Regions from separate parts of the Ovis aries genome. Here region 2 is linked to region 1. A link is a contact called in public Hi-C data. All regions are on one chromosome and are shown on one strand. Each heading gives the region's core, a stretch centred on a gene start, on an enhancer-like site or on the middle of the called end of the contact. The rest is flanking DNA. Distances are from core to core; before and after follow the strand shown. Region 1 has its middle 84 kb from the start of ZNF706. Region 2 has its middle 83 kb from the start of YWHAZ.

Region 1 (6,136 bases), core at 1,567-4,066:
TCCCAGAAACACTGAAATGACTTCAGTTTTTCAAATGTCTCCAAAAAGCACCAGGTCTATCAGAGGGAGCCGATACAATAGGTAGAAATCTCAAATAAGGAAGATAATTTTGAATGTTGAATGTGAAAGTCGCTCAGTCGTGTCCAACTCTGCTACCCCATGGACTTATAGTCCATGGAATTCTCCAGGCCAGAATACTGGAGAGGGTAGCCTTTCCCAAAATACCAAAGGAAGGTATTCCACCTAGAAAAATAGTCAGAGGTTTGTAGATCTCTCAGTCTCTAGGTTAGCAGATCTATTATCTGGGTAAGATTATAATTTACAAACATAATAAAGTAGAAATCGGTTTATGACGCTTTCATGCAGTGCTGATTAGGTTATGCCTTCTGAGCTGGTTTCAGGCGTGCTTGGCGGACCACGCCTCTTCCTGTGTCCCAGCGGCCGAGTCTACTGAAGGAGGTCCCGGTCAGCTCCCCTGCGCCTGTCGTCAGATGTACCAGGACACAGAGGGGACCCTGGGGAGACCCAACACGCAGCAGAATAAGACACAGACTCAGAACATGTGGGTCATACCATCCCTTGGTAACTTGAAGGGCAGAACAAATATCTCGTTGCTCACAGAACAAAGTTCAAATTCCTTAGTTTGACCTTCAAGGCCATGCACAACGACCTTTCCCAACTCATGTATCACCGCCTTCTGCCACACAGCTCTTCTCCAGCCCAAATGACCCACCAACCATCCTTTCAAGCTGACTTGTGTATTCCTAGGCCTGGGTCTTCAATCTCAGCGTCGCCTTGGCCTGTCTGCACCTGCCCCGCCTTGCTCCCAGCTGTCCTTCCAGGCTCAAGTCAAGGATAAGCTGGTCACTCTCCTGAGGCGTTTGTTTAACACTTATTTGCATCATTCCTCACTACCCTGCCCACCCTCACCCCCAAGGGGGCAGGACTAGTCCAGGACAAGCTTGCATGCCCCCAAAGACCAGGACTGGGCCTGACAGACACCAGGTACTCCTTAAATATTTGCTAAATGACTGCTGCTGCTGCTGCCAAGTCGCTTCAGTCATGTCTGACTCTGTGCGACCCCATAGACGGCAGCCCACCAGGCTCCCCCATCCCTGGGATTCTCCAGGCAAGAACACTGAAGTGGGTTGCCATTTCCTTCTCTGGCTAAATGACTGCAGAGTTTACTTAATTTTTTATCGCCTCCAACTCCTAAGAACCACAGAAAATTGTATTTCACAGCTCCGCTCCACGACTTGGTCTAGAATCTACTACCTCACTGGTTAGGGAGTGATGCTAGTAAGACGTTTTCCTGATGTCTAACTTAGCTCCTCCTGCCACTTTATCAGCTTACTTTGGTACTGGTGGCGCCACCTCCGTACTTTGGAGAACAGTGGGCGCCCACATTCAGGGCAACGACTCTTGATAGAACTCAGAACTCTGTCACAAGACATTTGCTAACACACGTAGCCGATGTCTCCTAAACAGAACCCCGCAAAGCGGGCGCCCCAATGGTGTAACTAGCCTCGCGCCTTTCAGCCCTATTTCTACCTAATCGAGGCCTGCTCTTCATCTGAAGTTTCTGTTAAATCTGTTTTCTCCCCTCTGGGTTGAATCTCCCTCAGTTGTCCCAGGGATTATTTCTAGCCTCGTCCAGTGTTTTCCATTTGAAGGAGGAAACAATACTCGTGTAAGGGTCTAGGACTTCCCTGGTGGCACAGCGGAGGAGAATCCGCCTGCCAGTGCCGGGGACATGGGTTCACTCCCTGGTCTGAGATTCCGCACGCCTCGGAGCCACTAAGCCCGTGGGCCTCAACTACTGAGCCCACGTGCTGCAGCTACTGGAGCCTGTGTGCCTAGAGCCTGTGCTTGGCAACAAGAGACGCTGCTGCGATCAGAAACCTGGGCACCACAAGGAAGAGTAGCCCCCGCTCGCCGCAGCCAGAGAAAGCCTGACTGAAGCAACCACGACCCAGTGCAACCAAAAAAAAAGTTATTGTAAGGATCTAAGAAAATTGTCTCCATATATTAAACCCTGCGTGTGTGTATAAGAGAGAGAGTGAGATACAGAGATTGTGGAGTTTCCATTTTTATGGAGGTTCCATTCTAAAGATCAGGTTACAGTATAAAAAAAAAAAAACCAAAGCAGTCTAAAATTTAACGAACATAAGGTAAGCATTTGGAAACCCACTTAAATACTTGGAATAGCTCTTCTCACAGCTGGGTCCTGTGTCATTTGAGCTCTAGGAAACTGATCAAAGACCGAAAATAAGCCTTTATGTGGTCACCTCAGTCTGGCCTCAGAGCAATAAATGTTGAGAGAGACAGAGAGAGTGCGGTGCCTCCCACAGAGTTCAAGGCTTGGCATTTTTTAGTTTTTAGAATTATTTGATGATTTTTTAAGTCTGTATTTTTCTGGCACAGCCGGAGATTCTTCATTGCCTGGATCAATCCTAAAGAATAGGGGGGTTTGTGGCTTTGCTTTTGGGCATTAGGTAAAAAATCTCAATCACTGTCTCCATCTACATAAACACAGACACACTCAGACACACATACACAGTATACTCACACACATTGATACACACACACACAGTATACACACACACAGTATACTCACACACTCATACACACTCACTCACACAGTATACTCACACACTCACACTCACATCCACAATGGCTTGCAACCAAACTAGCGAACCTGTCCAGGATGAGGATTGCCTGCGGCTCTTTCCCGAGAAGAGCTGCTTGGAAGTAACCCTCCCGGCTTAGAAAAATAAGCCCAGTTCTACACTTTATCCAGCAGATGGCGCTGTGCACCACGCTCTGTAGAGCAACGTGCTCGCTGCCCGCTAAATCGCTTCGGTCTTGGCCGGCTCTTTGCGACTCTACGGACTGTAGATCACCAGGCTCCTCTGTCCATGGGATTCTCCAGGCAAGAATACTGGAGTGGGTTGCCATGCCCGCCTCCACGGGATCTTCCCGACCCAGAGATCGAATCCGTGTCTCTAACGTCTCCTACATTGGCAGGCGGGTTCTTGACACCAGCGCCACTTGGGAGCCCATTCCTGGGGTCTCAGGCGGTGAAGAATCTGCCAGCAATGCGGGAGACCTGGGTTCCATCCCTGGGTCAGGAAGATGCCCTGGAGAAGGGAATGGCAACCCACTCTAGCATTCTTGCCTGGAGAATCCCATGGACAGAGGAGCCTGGTGGGCTACAGTCCATGGGATCACAAAAGTGGGACACCACTTAGAGACTAATCAGCAACTCAACACCAACCCTCAAACAGAAGAGTGTGACCCCCCAAAGCCTGGAGTTAGGACCAGTCTCCACTCTGATTCATTCTCCCCTGCAATCTACAAGACATTATGCATCGACCACAAGCCTGGGCGTAGATCATAAATGCATGAAACTGCCTCCCACTGAGGAATTCATTCTCAGCAACAGCTCAGTGGTGCTTCCCATGTGCCTGGCACAATTCTCAGAGCTGGGGAGAGAGAGCTGAGCGAAACAGATGATTAGATGAAGTCCAGTAAAAACAATGATAACTGTCATGTAATGGCTGTTTCTAACATGTGCTCAGAAGGAAAACGAAGCCGGCTCTTTCAGCAGGCAGGTCTGAGAGCCTTTCTGGGGAGGCGACCCGTGAGCAGAGGCCTGAATGATTCTAAGTAGGTGGCTCCAGCCTCAGGCGCACCTTGAAATCATCTGGGACACCTTAACCACACTGGAGCCTGGGCCCACCCAGAGCCTGCTGACTTAACTGGTCAGGGTGGGGTCCGGGCACTGGGGGCTAAGCAAAAAAGCATGCCCCTTGGTAGGGAATTATCCCAAAGCTAAATGAATTCTTTAGGTGCAGGATTCTTTCTGGTGCTGATGGATGCCCTGTCCCAGGCTGCTACCCGGAACCCAGGCAAGTTGGGCAGCAGAACCCACTGAGCCAGCCAGGAGACACTTGGTGGAGGGCTGGTGAACCGCCCCGCTTCTCTGAGGATCAGGGGAAGCATGACCACTGCCCCATCCTGCCCCTGCATGGGGTCACTGGAGCGGCCTGCCCAGAAGTAGGGGCTGTCCTCCCATTTCTATGTCTTAGTGTAAGGAGCACCCTTTTTCTCCCCAGGGTGACCCCCTTGAGCTGCTTCTCTTCTGACCTTGAGCCTCAGCTGCCTGCCTCTCCCCTTCTCCTCTGGAACTCATCAAAGGATCTTTAAGGGGGTGGGGTCTTCAGATTAGATCTGGGACGTCATGAGTGGTCACAGGGGAGCCTGAGGGATTCCAGCCCTCAGCTGCTAACCCAACCTCTGCCTTCGTGGGGACACAGATGGGCCATCTCCATGGGCGCCTGACAGGGAGCGGGGGACAGAGAATGCTTGGCTGCCCATGAGCATCTCCTTGTTTCTCTTTCAGACAAGCTGGACATTGTCCTCCCCCTTCTTTGAAATGCTGACTGGGAGTGACTCTCCCCCTCCACCTCCCTCAGGCTCCTGGTCCAGGTAAGGTCTTTGCTCTCAGGCACCGAGATGTTGAAGGAGGCCAGTCTGAGGATCCCAGCTGGGACAGACATGCTAGGAGGAGAGACTGTGTAATGGGGTCGCCATCGTATTCATCTTGGCACCCAAGGCCATGGTTCTCTCTTTCTCTTTACTTTTAATCATGGAAAATTCAACTCATATACAAAAATAGAAAGAATAGTAAAGTGAAGCCCCATGGGCCCCCTCACCCAGTTGTGACAAGTTGCCAATCTTATGTCATCTCTTGTCATTAATTCCAGAGGGCAAGGGTGGCAAATTTAAAGCACATTTCAGACAACTTATCATTTTACACATAAATGTGTCAGAGGGATATCAAACTTTTAGAACTTTTAAATATAGCCAGCATAAAAGTCCTTTTCTTTTCTTTTCTTTTTTTTTTTGGCCATGCTGCATAGCTTGCCAGATCTTAGTTCCCCGACCAGGGATTGATCCCGGGCCCCGACAGTGAAAGCATTGTGTCCTAACCACTAGACCACCAGGGGATTCCCAACCACCAATTCTTTATCCTCTAATACACATTTCCAGTAGTCATGTACAGATGTAAGAGTTGGACCATAAAGAAGGCTGAGCGCCGAAGAACTGATACTTTCAAACTGTGGTGCTGGAGAAGACTCTTTGACAGTCCCTTGGATAGCATAGAGATCAAACAGTCAATCCTAAAGGAAATTAACCTTGAATATTCATTGGAAGGACTGATGCTGCAGTTGAAACAGCTCCAATACTTTGGCCACCTGATGCAAACAAGTGACTCATTGGAAAAGCCCCTGATGCTGGGAAAGATTGAAGGCAGGAGGAGAAGGGGACGACAGAGGATGAGATGGTTGGATGGCATCACCGACTCAATGGATATGAGTTTGATCAAGCTCTGGGTGTTGGTGATGAACAGAGAAGGCCGACGTGTTGCAGTCCATGGGGTCACAAAGAGTTGGATATGACTGAGCGACTCAACAACAACAAATACCTCATTAGCTCATACTCATATTTCTGTATCTCAGACGTCACTTCTCTTAAACTGAGATCAGATTGTTACTTGATATACCCTTTACTGATTTTCCATTTAACCCACTTCAACTCCCCAACCTTTCTTGTTGGAAGGAGGGCAGGGAAGTAGGTGAGGTTTCCCTTTGACATTGACCTGAGAGGTTTAGCGGAAGGCGTGTGAGTCTCAGGCTCAGATTCAACCCAGATCTGCTCCTTGTGACTGTCTGGGGTCTGGACGAACGTCGCCTCAGGAAAGGCAAGCTTGCTGGTTAGGAGCCTCAAAATTCACAGAGAGGCCTGTGAAAATACTTGCCAAAAGTAAATAAACATTATTACATAAACCTCCAGTATTTCCCCTGTAAAAAAAAGTTATTCGTTGAGCTTGGTTCTCTGATGTGAAGTCAACTGAACCACCCAGATCTTTCTGAAGAAATGCGTTTCATGTTTCATGGCCTTGTTCTTAAAAGAAAACAGTGTCTGCCACCTCCTCCGCCCCCCAAAAAGCATTAAACTGCTCTTTCGAGTTTAGAAGTCATTAGAGGATGGCCTTTAGCTGTTGTTCAGTTTTTTTGTTTGTTTGTGTGTTTGCTGGGTCTTCACTGCGATGTGTGGACTTCTCTTGTTG
Region 2 (6,136 bases), core at 1,357-3,856, 410 kb after region 1:
TTTCAGATGTTTGTTGCTATTAAGATCTGCTTTCTCTGAGTTGTTATTTTTTTCCTTTCTTTTCTTTCCTTTATTTCTTTTCTCTTATTTTTTGGTACTTTCTTTTCAATTGTATATTACTTGTATATTATAAATATGCTTGTATATTATACATTAAATATTTATTACAAATGTAATCTTTATTATACATTTGTATATGCTACATATGTATATTTGCATAAGTACAAATAAATATTAATATTATAAATATTTTACTCTGAACATCTATGCCCTTCAGCTTGAGAAAATTATTTTCTGTTATTTGATGACTTTCCACTCTTATTTTCCATGTTCACTGTTTCTGGAACTCATGAATCAGCTTGAAGTCCTGCGGGCAGGCAGATGGGATGGGAAGATGCGGGTGAAGTGGCAAGAGCAGAGACAAGGTGGAACCACAAGCACGAGTTAAGCCCCACAGGGAGACAGAGTGACACCAGTGCCTGTTTTTGTCCCCTTGACCCTTTGCTGTGATGTGGGTGTCTGCCAAACATACACCTGGCCCCCAGGAGCTAGAGAGGCTCAAAGTGGAGCAGGAGCTGCTGATCAGATGAAAGTGAAAGTGAAGTCACTCAGTCGTGTCGACTCTGTGACCCCGTGGACTGTAGCCCACCAGGCTCTTCCATCCATGGGACTCTCCAGGCCAGAATACTGCAGTGGGTTGCCATTTCCTTCTCCAGGCGATCTTCCCGACCCATGGATCGAACCCAGGTCTCCCACATTGCAGGCAGATGCTTTAACTTCTGAGCCACCAGGGAAGCCCGCTCATCAGATGAGTGCACACATAATTTGAGCTACAAATTGGTGGCCACTTCACTTCCACCCTTCAAATCACTCCAATCTCTCTTGTGGCCAACCCCAACCAAAATATACAGGGAAGGGAATTCTGGGAAATGTAGTTCAGCCAAGCCAAGCAGGTTAGTCACAAAGCCACCACAGCTTTCTTTGAAATCTTACTTAACATTCATATAGCACACATATAGCTATATGCCAGTTACTGTGCTAAACATTGAGTGTATATTAACTCATTTAATTGTTATAATGCTCCTTACAAGTAGCTATTGTTATAAATATTCCCATTTTGCAGAGGGAGAAACTGAAAATAGGAAGGCTAAGTAAGCTGCCTAAGGCAGACACCAGGTAAGTGGGAGAGCTGGGCTATAAACCCAGGAAGTCCGACTCCAGGGTTTGCACACTATGCCACAGTGCAAAGGCAGCATTGTGCCCTGGCCAAGTAGATATTTAAAAGTGAAAAGTGGTGAGCTGTAGAGCTTTATGTGGGGAGTTATTTGATTGGTTGTGCTTTTTTTTGGACTCTCCCACAAATTTGTTGAATTCTGTGTGTATGTACACTAAGGAATGTATGTTCCAGTAAATAGAGGGTCAAAATGAAATAGACTGCTCAAAGAATCTGCATTTTGTCCTCTCTTGATTCCTGTGCCCTCACCTCTCGAGTGCAGGCAATGCCAGCAGAAGGATGAGGTGGGCTCTCCGGAGGCAACTTCAAGGCCACTCCTGTCTCTCTGCAGGCTCCAGGCTCCCAGGACTGAGATCCCTGGGCTGGGGTAGCCCCAGAGATGCCTCTGCTTCCTGAGCCTCTCTCTGGGAGGCAGGAACGTGAGCTAACAGAGCCCGCTTTGCCATGGGTGCTATTCCCCTGGCACGGAGGAGAAAGCATGGGGTGCCTCTATGTTTAGGCACAGCCTGGTCTTCAACAAGGAATCTGAATCCCACACAAAATGGCAAGCTACCTCCCCATGCCTTTTGCCTGGTGGCTCAGCAGTAAAAAGTCCTGAAATACAGGAGAGGAGGGTTTGATCACTGGGTTGGAAGATCCCCTGGAGGAGGAAATGGCAACCCACTCCAGTATTCTTGCCTGGGAAATCTTAAGGACAGAAGAGCATGGCGGGCTACAGTCTATGGGGTCGCAGGAATCGAACACAACTTAGCGACTAAACCACCACCACCACCACCAAGTAGGTCATTAGAAGGGATGGGGGTAGCAACCTTGGTTTCCAACATTTTATAACCCTGGTCTCCTGCTCTGAAGCTCCTCACCCATGTGTACAGAACCCTGGTGCCCCCAAGGGCGAAGGCTGAGTGTGGGGTCACTTGGCCCCCTCAGCTCCGCTCAGGAGCCAGGGACCAGACCTCTCCCAGGGATCAAAACCTTCACTCCCGGGGCCTACCTGCAGCTGCTGTGGGCAGTGCAGGAGGTCACAGAGAAGCCTCCAGCCTGGCTTCCCCATGCTTATATCCAAGCCTAAATTCAGGGGTAGATGCTGGAATGGATATTGGAACTGGTTGGCTGGACCCTTGTCTGCTCAGCAGCTACACCCCACCTCCCCCGATCCCCTACAGTGGGTGTGAGAAGGCAGGTTAGCGCGTGACGCATTGATCCTCAAACGAGTGCACAGCAGAATCCCCTGGAGGGTTTAGGCTACCAGCCCCGCCCTCAGAGCATCCGAGGCCTGCGACTGCGCATTTCTTACAAGTTCTCAGTCGCTGCAGCTACCTCTGCCAGGAGGACCCCGCTTGGAGAACCACCTCTGCAGAACACCACATTGTCCTCTGAGGCAAGATGCCCTTCCAATACGCACTGCTAAACCGCTGCTGCCAACCCAGCCAGGGCTTAGCAGGGGTGGGACGGGGGAGCAGCCTGGAGGCCAGCCTTTCCTGCCCGCTGGCTCCCAGCACGGAGTTGCACAGCATCAGCTAAAGCCGCCAGGGAGGCCCAGGCCCTCAGTTGAGCCAGTCACCTACACAAAGCGTCCTCTGTGGTGCAGACTTGCTGACAAGCACCACCCTGTGTTTTGGGGATGAACCAAATCATGACATTACACCCGTGGATTCCTGGCTCTGAAAACTGACTCGAAAAGTCCCCCTGCTCTGCCAGCCGGCGGACCCGCGGCCTGCCTCTGCAGGCCGGAAATGGAGTCTGGCCGGCCGGAAGTCTAAGAGTTACTTCCGGTGCCCCTGACACTGCCACCCCAATACAGCTGAGGTGAGAATACTGTACTTCACAATCCCCTCGGCCTCTCCCACTTTGGCCTTAAAGGGCCTCTGACCGGACCCAGTACTGAGAACCAGAGTCAGGGGCCGGGCTGGCAGCTGGGAGCCGCTCAGACCTGTCAAAGATGTCAGCTTTGCAGACAATTATGGAGGCGCAGTGCAGCCCCACTTGACTCGTGTCCCTCTCAGAGCTTCCGTGGACGCCTAATTGTTTCTCTCTCTTTGGCTTTCAGAATTCCGAGTCTCCTGACCTCTCTTCATTTTCCCATCACAATGAACTTCAGGTGAAGGGCGAGGTATTCGTGCCTGCAAAGATCTACTAATGACCTTCTTGGTGTTTTAAACGCAGACTGTCTGGTCCACGTGTCTTAACCTGGGCCCTGAACCCAAATATGGACAACGAGGTGAGTAGGTCAGCAGGTACTGATGTGTTATTCATCTATCACGTGCCCCAAAGTGGAACTGGAGGGTTCGGAAAGATGGTTCCTGTTTCCACAGGCAAGACTTGCCTGACTGGAAACATTTCAACTGCCCTTTGTCTTCGACTCCAGAGAAAAAACAGAATATTCCTCACTGGGGTTCTTTCTGTTGAGTGTTTTTGCATGGTGACCAATCAGCAGACATTTGCAGTTGGTAGAATAAATCACAGAGTTGTGCTGGCTATCAGAAGTCATTTCACTAACTTTCAAGGGAATATAAGAAGTTCAGAAAACTGCATGTGTATGAGTAAATTCTAAACTCAAGCACAAAGAGGAGCAGTACTTTTATTAATATAAAATTCATTTCTCTTTGCTACTGCTAATAAATATTAAATAAATATTTGTTTAAAATTGATTTGAAGGGGATGCAAAATTATAACTTGTCACAGATCTCACTATGACTCTGTGTAGATGTTACTGAATTAAATCCTATGGCCCCTGCTCAGGCCCTAGGCTGACCAAGGCTCTCTGCCTTAGGTTTAAGTAGGCTAATAACCAAGATTGAGGCAGTACAAGCTTTATTCTGTGGCCAAAGAAAGGAGAAGCAGGAACTAAGTTTACAGCTCAACTTCTTGCCCATCTGAAAAAAGACAAAGGGAGGAGGAATGAGGCTAGTGATGGGGAGGCAGGTGCATTAGTCTACTGGGAAAGGGACCAGGCTTCTTCCCAGGCAGTGGATGTCATCCTCTTTTTATCCCTTTTGGTCCTTACTGTTAGTCCTGGTCACTAATAGGTGTGCCATTTATTTACTAATGAAGTAAAATGAATGAAGCATATAATGAGACTCAGCATCTGTTGAAGGTTAGATTCCTGCCATCTTAGTCCTGGCTAGTTCCAGTTGGTTTCTTTCTTTCTTTTCTTTTTTTTTTTTTTTTCTCTGCCGCACCATGTAGCACGCAGGATCTTAGTTCACCAACCAGGTATTGGGGAACCCTGTGCGTCCCCTGTTTTGGAAGCACAGAGTCTTAACCACTGGACTGCTAAGAAAGTCTCCATCTCATTATTGTTTTGTTGTAGCTTCCTTTCTAATATCTGGACCCTTTAACTTAAGATTTATGTTAATTCCTGCTAAAGGTGGGGTTGCAGGTTTTGAGCAAAGATCTAGAGCAGCTCTGGTAGCATAAAGTCTATGAAATGTAAGCTTGTCCAGTTTTCTGGGTGAGTATTCATAGCTTTTGTTGCGTAACTAAAAGCACCACGAACAACATCACCAGCTGGAGAAGGACAGGAACCAATGGCTTAGATAAAGCTCACAAGCCACTCCAACTTCTCTTCCCTCCCCTCCTTCCCTCTGCCCAGATGTCTCCAATCCTGGCTTTCCCCTGTGGACCTGATGAGGCACTAGTCTGGAGTCACACATTTCATGAATCACCACCCAACTGTAGGTTAATGTGAGCTGAAGGGCTTTTATAAACCGAATGAAATAATATGTATAGAAATACTTTACAAAATTATCCAAAAGTAAGGAGTTGAGGAAAAGGTAGGGAGTTGCCAGTATTGTGTTAGTGCAGTGACCAGTTCCCCATCTCCTGACCACCTATCCATGGGTATTTACTTAGTGCTGTAAGTGCTGAAGAGTACTGATGACCATAGCTAAGGTGTGCTGGTAGCTTCCTGTTCCACTTATTCCCCACACGAACCCTATGGGTCAGTTCAGTTCAGTTCAGTTCAGTCGCTCAGTCGTGTCCAACTGTTTGCGACCCCATGAATCGCAGCATGCCAGGCCTCCCTGTCCATCACCAACTCCTGGAGTTCACTCAGATTCACGTCCATCAAGTCAGTGATGCCATCCAGCCATCTCATCCTCAGTCATCCCCTTCTCCTCCTGCCCCCAATCCCTCCCAGCATCAGAGTCTTTACCAATGAGTCAACTCTTCGCATGAGGTGGCCAAAGTACTGGAGTTTCAGCTTTAGCATCATTCCTTCCAAAGAAGTCCCAGGGCTGATCTCCTTCAGAATGGACTGGTTGGATCTCCTTGCAGTCCAAGGGACTTTCAAGAGTCTTCTCCAACACCACAGTTCAAAAGCATCAATTCTTCGGTGCTCAGCTAGATAGCATATTCAAAAGCAGAGACATTACTTTGCTGACTAAAGTCCGTCTAGTCAAGGCTATGGGTCAAGCAGTGTTATTATCACCACTTTACAGATGAAGAAACCAAGGCCTAAGACAGTTTTGGTAACCTGCCCAAGTTATTGGAGGATATTTGAACTGAAGGCATTCTTGCTTTGGCCCTTAGCTAATAACCTCCCCTGAGCAGCTGCTGTTTACTGGGAGCTGTGCTAACCATGCTATGAGTATTAACCTCCGGGGTCTTTACAATAAACATATGAAATGAGTGCTATTAGTATTCCCATTTTACAGAAGCCCAAACTGAGCTAAAGATTGCTTTTCTCTGGCCACAAGGTCCAAAACTAAAAATATTGGAGCTGAGATTACCCCAATCTTACTCCAGAGTTCACACTCTTAACCCTAACCCTGAAATTCTAGGCTTTAAAAAGCTGCTTAAACTAGCCTCCCAATAACTACGGGGTGGGGACCGGGTGGGGAAGTGCATTCTTTAAAGGCTATTTCTGTTTTTGGAGGATTTGAGCTATTAAAATTCAAAATC

Evidence for each region. Hi-C and Micro-C count contacts between places; a contact is called where the count stands out from the background.
Region 2: a contact with region 1 is called in a Hi-C map of hypothalamus, with 6 times the contacts expected there. The contact joins two enhancer-like sites. A contact is called at or near these places in 8 of 16 Hi-C or Micro-C datasets (blood, hypothalamus, liver and 4 more).

The regions. Positions count from the first base shown.
Region 1 is chr9:76,015,960-76,022,095 of ARS-UI_Ramb_v3.0, forward strand. No RefSeq gene overlaps it. Among named protein-coding and RNA genes, the nearest start is that of ZNF706, 84 kb to the right of the region's middle. Within about 2 kb of position 2,817, at least 8 of the 54 cell types and tissues checked have an H3K27ac peak or open chromatin away from gene starts, as enhancers often do. A contact at or near this core is called in hypothalamus, where this site is marked.
Region 2 is chr9:76,427,660-76,433,795 of ARS-UI_Ramb_v3.0, forward strand. No RefSeq gene overlaps it. Among named protein-coding and RNA genes, the nearest start is that of YWHAZ, 83 kb to the left of the region's middle. Within about 2 kb of position 2,607, at least 9 of the 54 cell types and tissues checked have an H3K27ac peak or open chromatin away from gene starts, as enhancers often do. A contact at or near this core is called in hypothalamus, where this site is marked.